Linked DNA regions of Sus scrofa: region 2 is linked to region 1. Evidence: chromatin contacts called from public Hi-C data. All regions are on one chromosome and are shown on one strand. The core of a region is the stretch at or near the end of the contact, and the rest is flanking DNA. Distances in the headings are between cores, read along the strand shown. Region 1 overlaps PTPRM (receptor-type tyrosine-protein phosphatase mu). Region 2 holds the start of LOC106510670.

The links. A called contact is a pair of places that touch in the nucleus more often than the background predicts.
Region 2: a contact with region 1 is called in a Hi-C map of embryonic fibroblasts, with 2.7 times the contacts expected there. The contact joins the promoter of LOC106510670 here to the enhancer-like site in region 1. A contact is called at or near these places in 1 of 5 promoter capture datasets (liver), 4 of 47 Hi-C or Micro-C datasets (embryonic fibroblasts, liver and mesenchymal stem cells) and 1 of 2 datasets of contacts at active chromatin or transcription factors (skeletal muscle).

What each region holds. Positions count from the first base shown.
Region 1 is chr6:99,786,665-99,790,471 of Sscrofa11.1, reverse strand. It overlaps PTPRM (receptor-type tyrosine-protein phosphatase mu), which reads left to right. Exons shown (of 36, transcript XM_021097712.1): 4 at 1,333-1,411. Among named protein-coding and RNA genes, the nearest start is that of PTPRM, 300 kb to the left of the region's middle. Within about 2 kb of position 2,486, at least 6 of the 83 cell types and tissues checked have an H3K27ac peak or open chromatin away from gene starts, as enhancers often do. A contact at or near this core is called in embryonic fibroblasts, where this site is marked.
Region 2 is chr6:100,091,217-100,094,644 of Sscrofa11.1, reverse strand. LOC106510670 reads right to left here and starts at 2,178. Exons shown (of 4, transcript XM_021097607.1): 1 at 1,920-2,178; 2 at 1,678-1,848; 3 at 913-1,612. The coding sequence starts at 2,178. The coding sequence ends at 918. It overlaps PTPRM (receptor-type tyrosine-protein phosphatase mu), which reads left to right and starts at 1,679. Exons shown (of 36, transcript XM_021097712.1): 1 at 1,679-2,249. The coding sequence starts at 2,177.

The DNA.
Region 1 (3,807 bases), core at 1,237-3,736:
GCCATTGGGTATGTCAATAGTTACTTCCTTTTTTGTGCTGAATAGTGAGTAGCCCACACTATGGACGGACCACAGTCTGTTTAATTGTTTACCAATATGAATGGTATCTGGACTGCTGCTGGTTTCTGGCCATCAGAGTAAAGCTTCTATCAACACTCTTGGGCAGCTTTTTATACGAATGAAAATGTTCATGTCTCCAAGGGTGCGGTTTCTGGGTTGTGTTTTAAGACTGCTTGTCTTTGTGTTGCAAGAGTGGTGGTCTCCCTGGTGATACGGTTTCCTGCTGTGTGGAAAGGGAGGTGAAAATAATGCCTCGTGGACCTTTTATCATGAGTTATAGCCTGACATGGACACCTTTAGACAATCGTATTAAGAAAATTGACAGCTTTGTTACTGGGTCTTTTTTCTTCTTTCGCCTCAATTCCTCTGAAGTGGCTCCCTCATCTCAAAAATGCCCTTCATCCTGAGACCCTCAGAGTGTGTCACCCTTCCTCTGTGGCTCTGCTTCTCCCACAACCAAACAGTTGTAAAGCCCTCTGGATTTCACCACTGCGGAGATTGTAATGTCATTCTCCCAATTCATACATCTCTGCCCTCTGACTTTCAGCTGGCATAACCTCTTCTCCACCCTATGAGCATGCTGTGTTTCCTGGAATCTCTGCCCTGAGTGGAGTCTCTGAGCCTGGTCATAGCTGACCTTTATAGCTGTAGGTCCCCATTCTCTTCTTCCTGGCCAACCATCACGTCTACCTCAGGCCTTTGCACATGCCTGGGAGGCTCCTTGCCCTCTTCGCACATGCAGCTAGCAGCTCAAATGACACTCCTCATGGAGGTCCTCCAGTATATGTTCTTCCCATGGCCTGTCCTCTTCTTTTATGACACTTTTAAAATTTTGTGTATATTAGTTGTGCAAAATATAGGACCCCATGGAATTCATTTGGGTCCTAGAGACTGCTCAAAGAAGTTGACCAGAACATAGGTTAGCTTAGAACAATTGAAGTTTTAACATTGCTGCTAGGAAATGACTAAGCTTCTTCTTTCACGTATCAGTTCTTAATCCTGGTACCCCCAATCCTGATGGGGTGAGTCCTTGAGGTATAGAGCAGCCTGGCTTACCCACTCACCTCCCTGAAAACTGCATTTGGGTCTTAGGTTTTTTTTTGTAGTTTTAGAACCTCAAACATTGACTGATAGGTATTGGGCATTTCATTAACATTTGTGGGGAACACGAAAGTGTGAGTGAGTGATTGAAACTCCATTCCTATCGTATAGGAGATATTCAGTAAAAGTTGACAACATGAGTGACTAATGAACATCTTTCTCAATTTCCAGGTGATTTTTGAAGTCATAACATCTGGACATCAAGGCTACCTCGCTATTGATGAAGTGAAGGTGTTAGGACATTCGTGTAGTAAGTTGCCTCAACTTTTCATCACTGGGGGGCATGTTTGGGGGCAAATTTAGGTAGCGGATTCAGAGGAATCACTAAAAGAGAAGGCAGGCTCAGTCATCCTGCTCAGAAGTCCCTGGGGGACCTGATTGTGGTGCTTTGCTAGCCCAGAAGTTCAAAGACATGCATCTCATGTGCAATGTCATTGTGCATATCTGAATGTCTTTAAAATGAACACCAGGGATAGGAGCTAAGGGACTACTTTGATATGTGTGCCCATCCAACCCCAGAATCAAGTTTAAGGAGCTAAGCCACCAGAGCTCTGTAGACGTGTGTATCTGTATATGCGCTTATGTTCACTTGCTTATGTGCACATGGGTACACATCTGTGCATGTGTGTATCTGTGTGTGTGCGTGTGGAGGTGTGTGTGCATGCATGTGTGCATGTCTAGGCACAGTGTGTCCCATGATCACTGTGTGTTCATAAAGTCAGAAAGTCACATCTGCCTTTTGTAAACCCTGAAGAATGGCATCTAACTGTACAAATGACTCTGCGTTCTGTTTTCCCCACTTAACTTTATAGTTTTAGGTCCGTCCATGCTATTGTATCATATGAATATACCACTTTCTACTTTCCTCTTCTTTTACGAACGTTTTGTTTCCCAGCTCCCCCACCCTCTCCCACTTTTCCTATGTGACAGGCACAGCTGCCCTGTGGACACATCCATGTGTGAGCCCAGGCAGAGCATATTCCTCTAGGCATAATTGCTGAGATGTAGGGTGGAAATAATTGTGGTTTTACTCAATGCTGCCAAATTGCTATGAAAAATGTCTGACCAGTTTATATGCCCACCAGCAATGCAGGGAAGTTTGCTTGGCCACATAATCTTTGCCCCAAATTGATAGTGTCAGCCCCGAAATCTTTGGCCATCTCAAGGATAGCAGCCTGCCTTCTTTTAAGAGTCCCACTAAAGAGAAATTGGCTCATTCAGATGATTCTAGGTCTCTGCTGAAGGTTCCTGCCCACGTCTGTGAGAGAGTGGTCCTGTCTACACTGGTCTTAGAAACATGAACACATGCAGGAGTGACTCAGCTTTTACCGCATGGATTAAAGAGAGTGTGCGATCGCTCCCTGCAGTGGTTACAGGGACGCCTATGGGGCTGTTATCTGATGGAGCCTCATGAAACCAGCGTCTGATTCCATCCAGGGGGAGTTGCTGTCTGAGCACTTTATCTGGTTCTCCACGTTCAAGCTCAGCAATCATCTTGTTCAGCACTAAGGCAGACAGGACTCTTGTAGCATAGTGCTTTGGCCTTTTCTTCTCTCAGCAAGACTGGCCAGTGCAAGAAGAATTTCTCCCCCGACCCCTTTCTTTCTGAAATGGCAAGAAAACAAACAATGCTGTATCTAATGGGAACAGCAGGGCAAATTTAGGAAGCAGGATATAATTACCTGGGTTGGAACTTGGCCAGATCCTCAGAGTCGCCTCCGGCTTGAAAAAGTGCTAGGGGAGCTTCTAATATGCGGGAATGCTCAGGGCTTCTGATTCACCTCTTACCAGGAGGTAAAAAGGCAGACGGGAATATTGTAGGCCCACTCTGTCTGAGGACGCCCTGTTTCTCAGAGCCACGAGGCAGTTGTGACTGCTGCCCTGGGTTCAGGCACAGGTGCAGTGGCTGCTGGCCAGGAAAATCACTCCTGGAGTGCAGCCCCTCCCATCCTATAGGATTTGAGTCATTGCCTTAGGTAAGAAAGACTTAATGCCTTTCCCTCCATCAGAGCCTTCCTGAAATGTGTCTCCTGCAGTTTCCTGCATTCCTTCCAAGCCCAGCTGCCTGCAGCCATAGAAATGGTGTTTATGGTCGTTCCTTGGGAGAATACGGGTGGTGCTGGTACCTAATTGGCTTTGCAAACTGCAGTTAAGAGATGCAGAATCACAAAACAGGCTCTGTCCCAAGGTGATGGATGCTGCAACAGTGTGTTGAACTGTGAGCTTTCAATGGCTTTGATGATAGCCTTTCTGTAGTTATTTTTTCTTGAATCGCTAAGTTGATGGGGAAAAGATGCAAATAAAGGTTTTAAAGAAGGCAATAGTGTGGTCTTAAAATGGAAAGCTTTATAGTTTGTATTCTAAGGGCTTTCCTATCAAGGTTTCTAAATAATAATCAATTATTTTGAAATACTGATGCTCATTAAATTTACATCGGAAAGGAGCATAAATATTTCATATCCAGAACCATGCCTTCCAAAAAGATGCAGAACTGCTGAACTTTATTTACCTCACTGTAAAGGCTCCTGTATGGATTCCTACTGGTTTATGAGAAGGCATTACGACATTTTTTTTTTTAAGTAGCTGTTCTGTTAAAAGTATACAGTTGCTCATAAAATTGATTTTCGTATAGTGGCAGGAAGATGC
Region 2 (3,428 bases), core at 929-3,428, 300 kb before region 1:
TAGAAGAAAAAATGGCTAGATTGACTTTTCTCTCTTTATCTGAATCCCCTAGGGCCTCCTAACAGAAAAGCTCCATTGGAAAGCACATTACCACGCAAAACGATGCAGGACCTCAGCACAAGGCAAGTTCATGCTGCAGACCCTCATTGCCTGTCTTTGAAGGTATGGGAGTGCCCTGCCTCTCCCTTCTTCAAATGTTCATTTTGCAATAAGGCTCAACAGGTACATATTTGAGAGAAGCAGCAGGACGGTGTAAGGTCCTAGTACTAAGAAGTAAACTATTAATATAGAACCTTTTAAAGAGCACTTCTGAAAAGGATCTAAGAAGTGGAATTCCAGCAGAAAGAGGAGCTGTTGGTTGGAGCACCAAAAGCAAAAATCCTCCAGTCCCGCAGTTTTCCCCCGGGGAGGTGACAGCTATGACCTATCCTTAGTTACAGCTTGTTGGTTCTAGGGTCAACTGGAGACAGGGTCTAGGTGAGCGTGGGATCAGTATACTTTCTGGGTCTTTGTAAGCTCCAGGTGAGAGCAGCACAGAAGGGCCCCGGACACACCTGCGTCCCCCCTCTGGCTGGTACACCCGTCCTACTCACGGGTCCTTACTCGGCTTCTAATTTAACCTCTTCCCAGGCCTTCCATTGCGTTCAGTCAGCTAGGCCTAGCGTCTACAGCTGCTCAGAGCTGGCTCGACGTGCGTATTCCCCGGGAGATAGAAAGATCACTCCACCCCTTTTTATTTGTTTATTTGCAATTTCACAAAGAGAACCTTTTTACCGAAGCATTGGAAGACTGTTTTAGTCACTTAATGAAGTAGGCATTCCAGACCCAAACGGTAAATTACACACTTCAAGATATTTGATTCATTACCCACCCCTCCTCCTCTCGCATTTCCCAACACTTAGTACCAGATACACAAATCACAGGTTACGTAGGTCCAAACTCTCGTTCCGCTGTGACCGCCACCTTCCGTGTATCGCCCGCGGCTCGCTGGGGCCCAACCGGGACGGCGGGGGCGCAATGAAGCCGCAGAGCGCTTCCTGCTCCGCCGGGTGCAGGGCTCCTGGGGCAGGAGCGCGAGTGGTCCAGTCGGGAGGCTGGCGCGCTGCTGGGTCTCGGTGCCCGAGGCCGCCGCTCCCTCCTCTGGCGTCCGCCAACTTCTCTGCACCCGCCGCGCGGAGAAGCTCGCAGCCCCTCGCAGCCTCCCGATCTACCGGCTCGCCCTGCCCAAAGCCGCGGGGGAGAGCGGCTTTGCGACTGCCGGCCCCGCTGCGGACACTGCCATCCGGCGCCGGGATTGGAGCCGCCTCGTCCGCCCGCGGGGCCGCAAGGCCGCCGTCCCGCCAGCCTCGTTCGCCAACTCCTGGCGGCCTGTGACCCGGGACAAACTTCTGGCCGCCGCGCGGCCCCTGCGCGGTCACCCTCCCGGAAGCCGGCCTCGAAACCCAAGCCGCGGCGGGGCGGGACGCGAGCGGGAGGGAGCACGAGGCACCTCCCGGCAGCCGCTCTCCGCGCGGTGACACCGCCCCCGCGGCCGCCCCCCGCCCGGCTCCCCCCGAGGCGCCGCTGCCTCTCAGCGCCGGGCGCGGACCCGTAGGGCCGGCGGGGCCGGGCGCTCACGCCCTCTAGCGGGCCGCGGCAGCGCGGGCGGCCGTGACGTGGGCGCTCCCTTCAGCCGGCCTGCGGGGCACTGCCAGTCAGTCGGGGAGCAGGAGCCCCGCGCGCAGCCGGCGCGGGCTCGGCCATTGGCGCGCCGCCGCCCGGGGGCTGGCTCGGCTGCTGGCTGAGAGGCGGCGGGCGGGACAAGCGCGGCCGCGGCCCCGGCCACCGCGGCGCCGGCGGCTCGGGTCCCTACCCGGGGAAGGAGAGCGGCGGCGGGTGCAGCAGCCGGCACGGAGGGCGGATTTTGGCTCCGCGGGCGCGCCCTCCGCTCCCTCTTGCAGCCGCTCCAGCTCCGAGCGGGGCTGGCGACTGGGTGGGAGGATCCAGGACCTCGGCCCCGGCCCCGGGAGCCCCCGGAGTTGAGACTTCTGCAAGTGTTGGCACTTTGCGGGTCTGGCTCTGGTTTTGGGTGTTCACCCTGCTCTCCTCGCCGCCTTGGAAGGAAAGCTCCCGGCCGCCCTCGGACCTCGCGCCCACCCAGCGCCGCCGGGGAGCGGCCCGGCGTGCGCTCAGCACCATGAGCAGACTTGGGACTTGGCTGGTGACTTTGTACGGACTTTTGCTAACTGCGGCGGGGGATACGTTTTCAGGTAAGAGGGGCCGCACTCGCTGTGGCCTGGGGCGTGCGGGCCGGAAGGGGCCCGGGACGCATGCAGCTCCCGGGTGGGAGAGCACTAGCGGCGGACCGCGGGTCCAGACTGGGGAGCGGCGGCTCCGGCACTGCGTGTGCCAGTTCCCTGCCCCGGCGCGAGACCAGCGGGGAGGGAGGGCACCTCGCGCTCGGGCGGACAGAGCGGACGAGCCCGGGGCGCTGACTCCGGAGCCCGGCCCCAGGTCGGCCCCCGCCCCTTGGCGGCCTGGGTGCGTGTCGGCGCCACTCGGAGCCCTCCGCCGGCTCTGAGAGCAACAGCAGAAAACTTTGCCTGAAGTTGGGAGCTGCAGCCGCCGGCCGCCTGGCGTGGTCGCTGCGCGGTCCTTCCCACCCGGAGCGGCGGCCAGCCGGATCTCCGTGCCTGCTGCGCCCGCGCGATTGCTTCGGAGAGACTCTGGCGGCGGCGGTGGCGATCGCCGGTTTTCTTTGCCGTCCAGCCGCCGCCCGGCCAGAAGCTTGCCATGACCCCGGCTCGCCGCGGTGGTCGCGCCGCAGATCGAGAGAACCAAGGCAGTGTCCTCATCGGTCCCGGAGGGAGGACCTGTGGTCCGGACGGAGTGGCTGGTTGCCCGGGCCCCGGGCCGCTGCGGTTGTGTGCGGGTCAGGCTCCCTTCGGCCCCGGGGAGCTCCCGAACGGGGGCAGTGGTCAGCCAGCCCCGCCACCCGCCGCCTCGGGCTGGCAGGAAAGTGGCCGGCGGCGAGGTGCCTGCTGCGCCCGGGCGATCGGAGCCTGCAGAGCTCCTGGGACTAGGACGCGTGATCGGGAGTCGCGGGTCAGGCCAGGCTCGAGCCCTGCACGGCGTTACCGGGAGCACACACGCGGATAGACAGCCAGCGCTTGCACACGTGCACAGTTTCCCGTGTGTGTCAGTTTTCACGGAATGGTGGCCCTGGGCTTGTTTTTCTTCTAATAAAAAGCCTGCTATTAGTCCTTCAACTTGGGTTGCAAAATAGGTTTGTTTCTCTGTTTATTCGGGAGGAATGAGTAAGTTGAACTTTTTAAAATTTGATGGAGACTTTCACTGACAGTAAAAACGCATATTTAAAAGCATTGGAGACGTTTGGCGTTTGGCTGTGAGACCTGTGGAAACTTAACATCTTTACTTTCCCGAGCTCT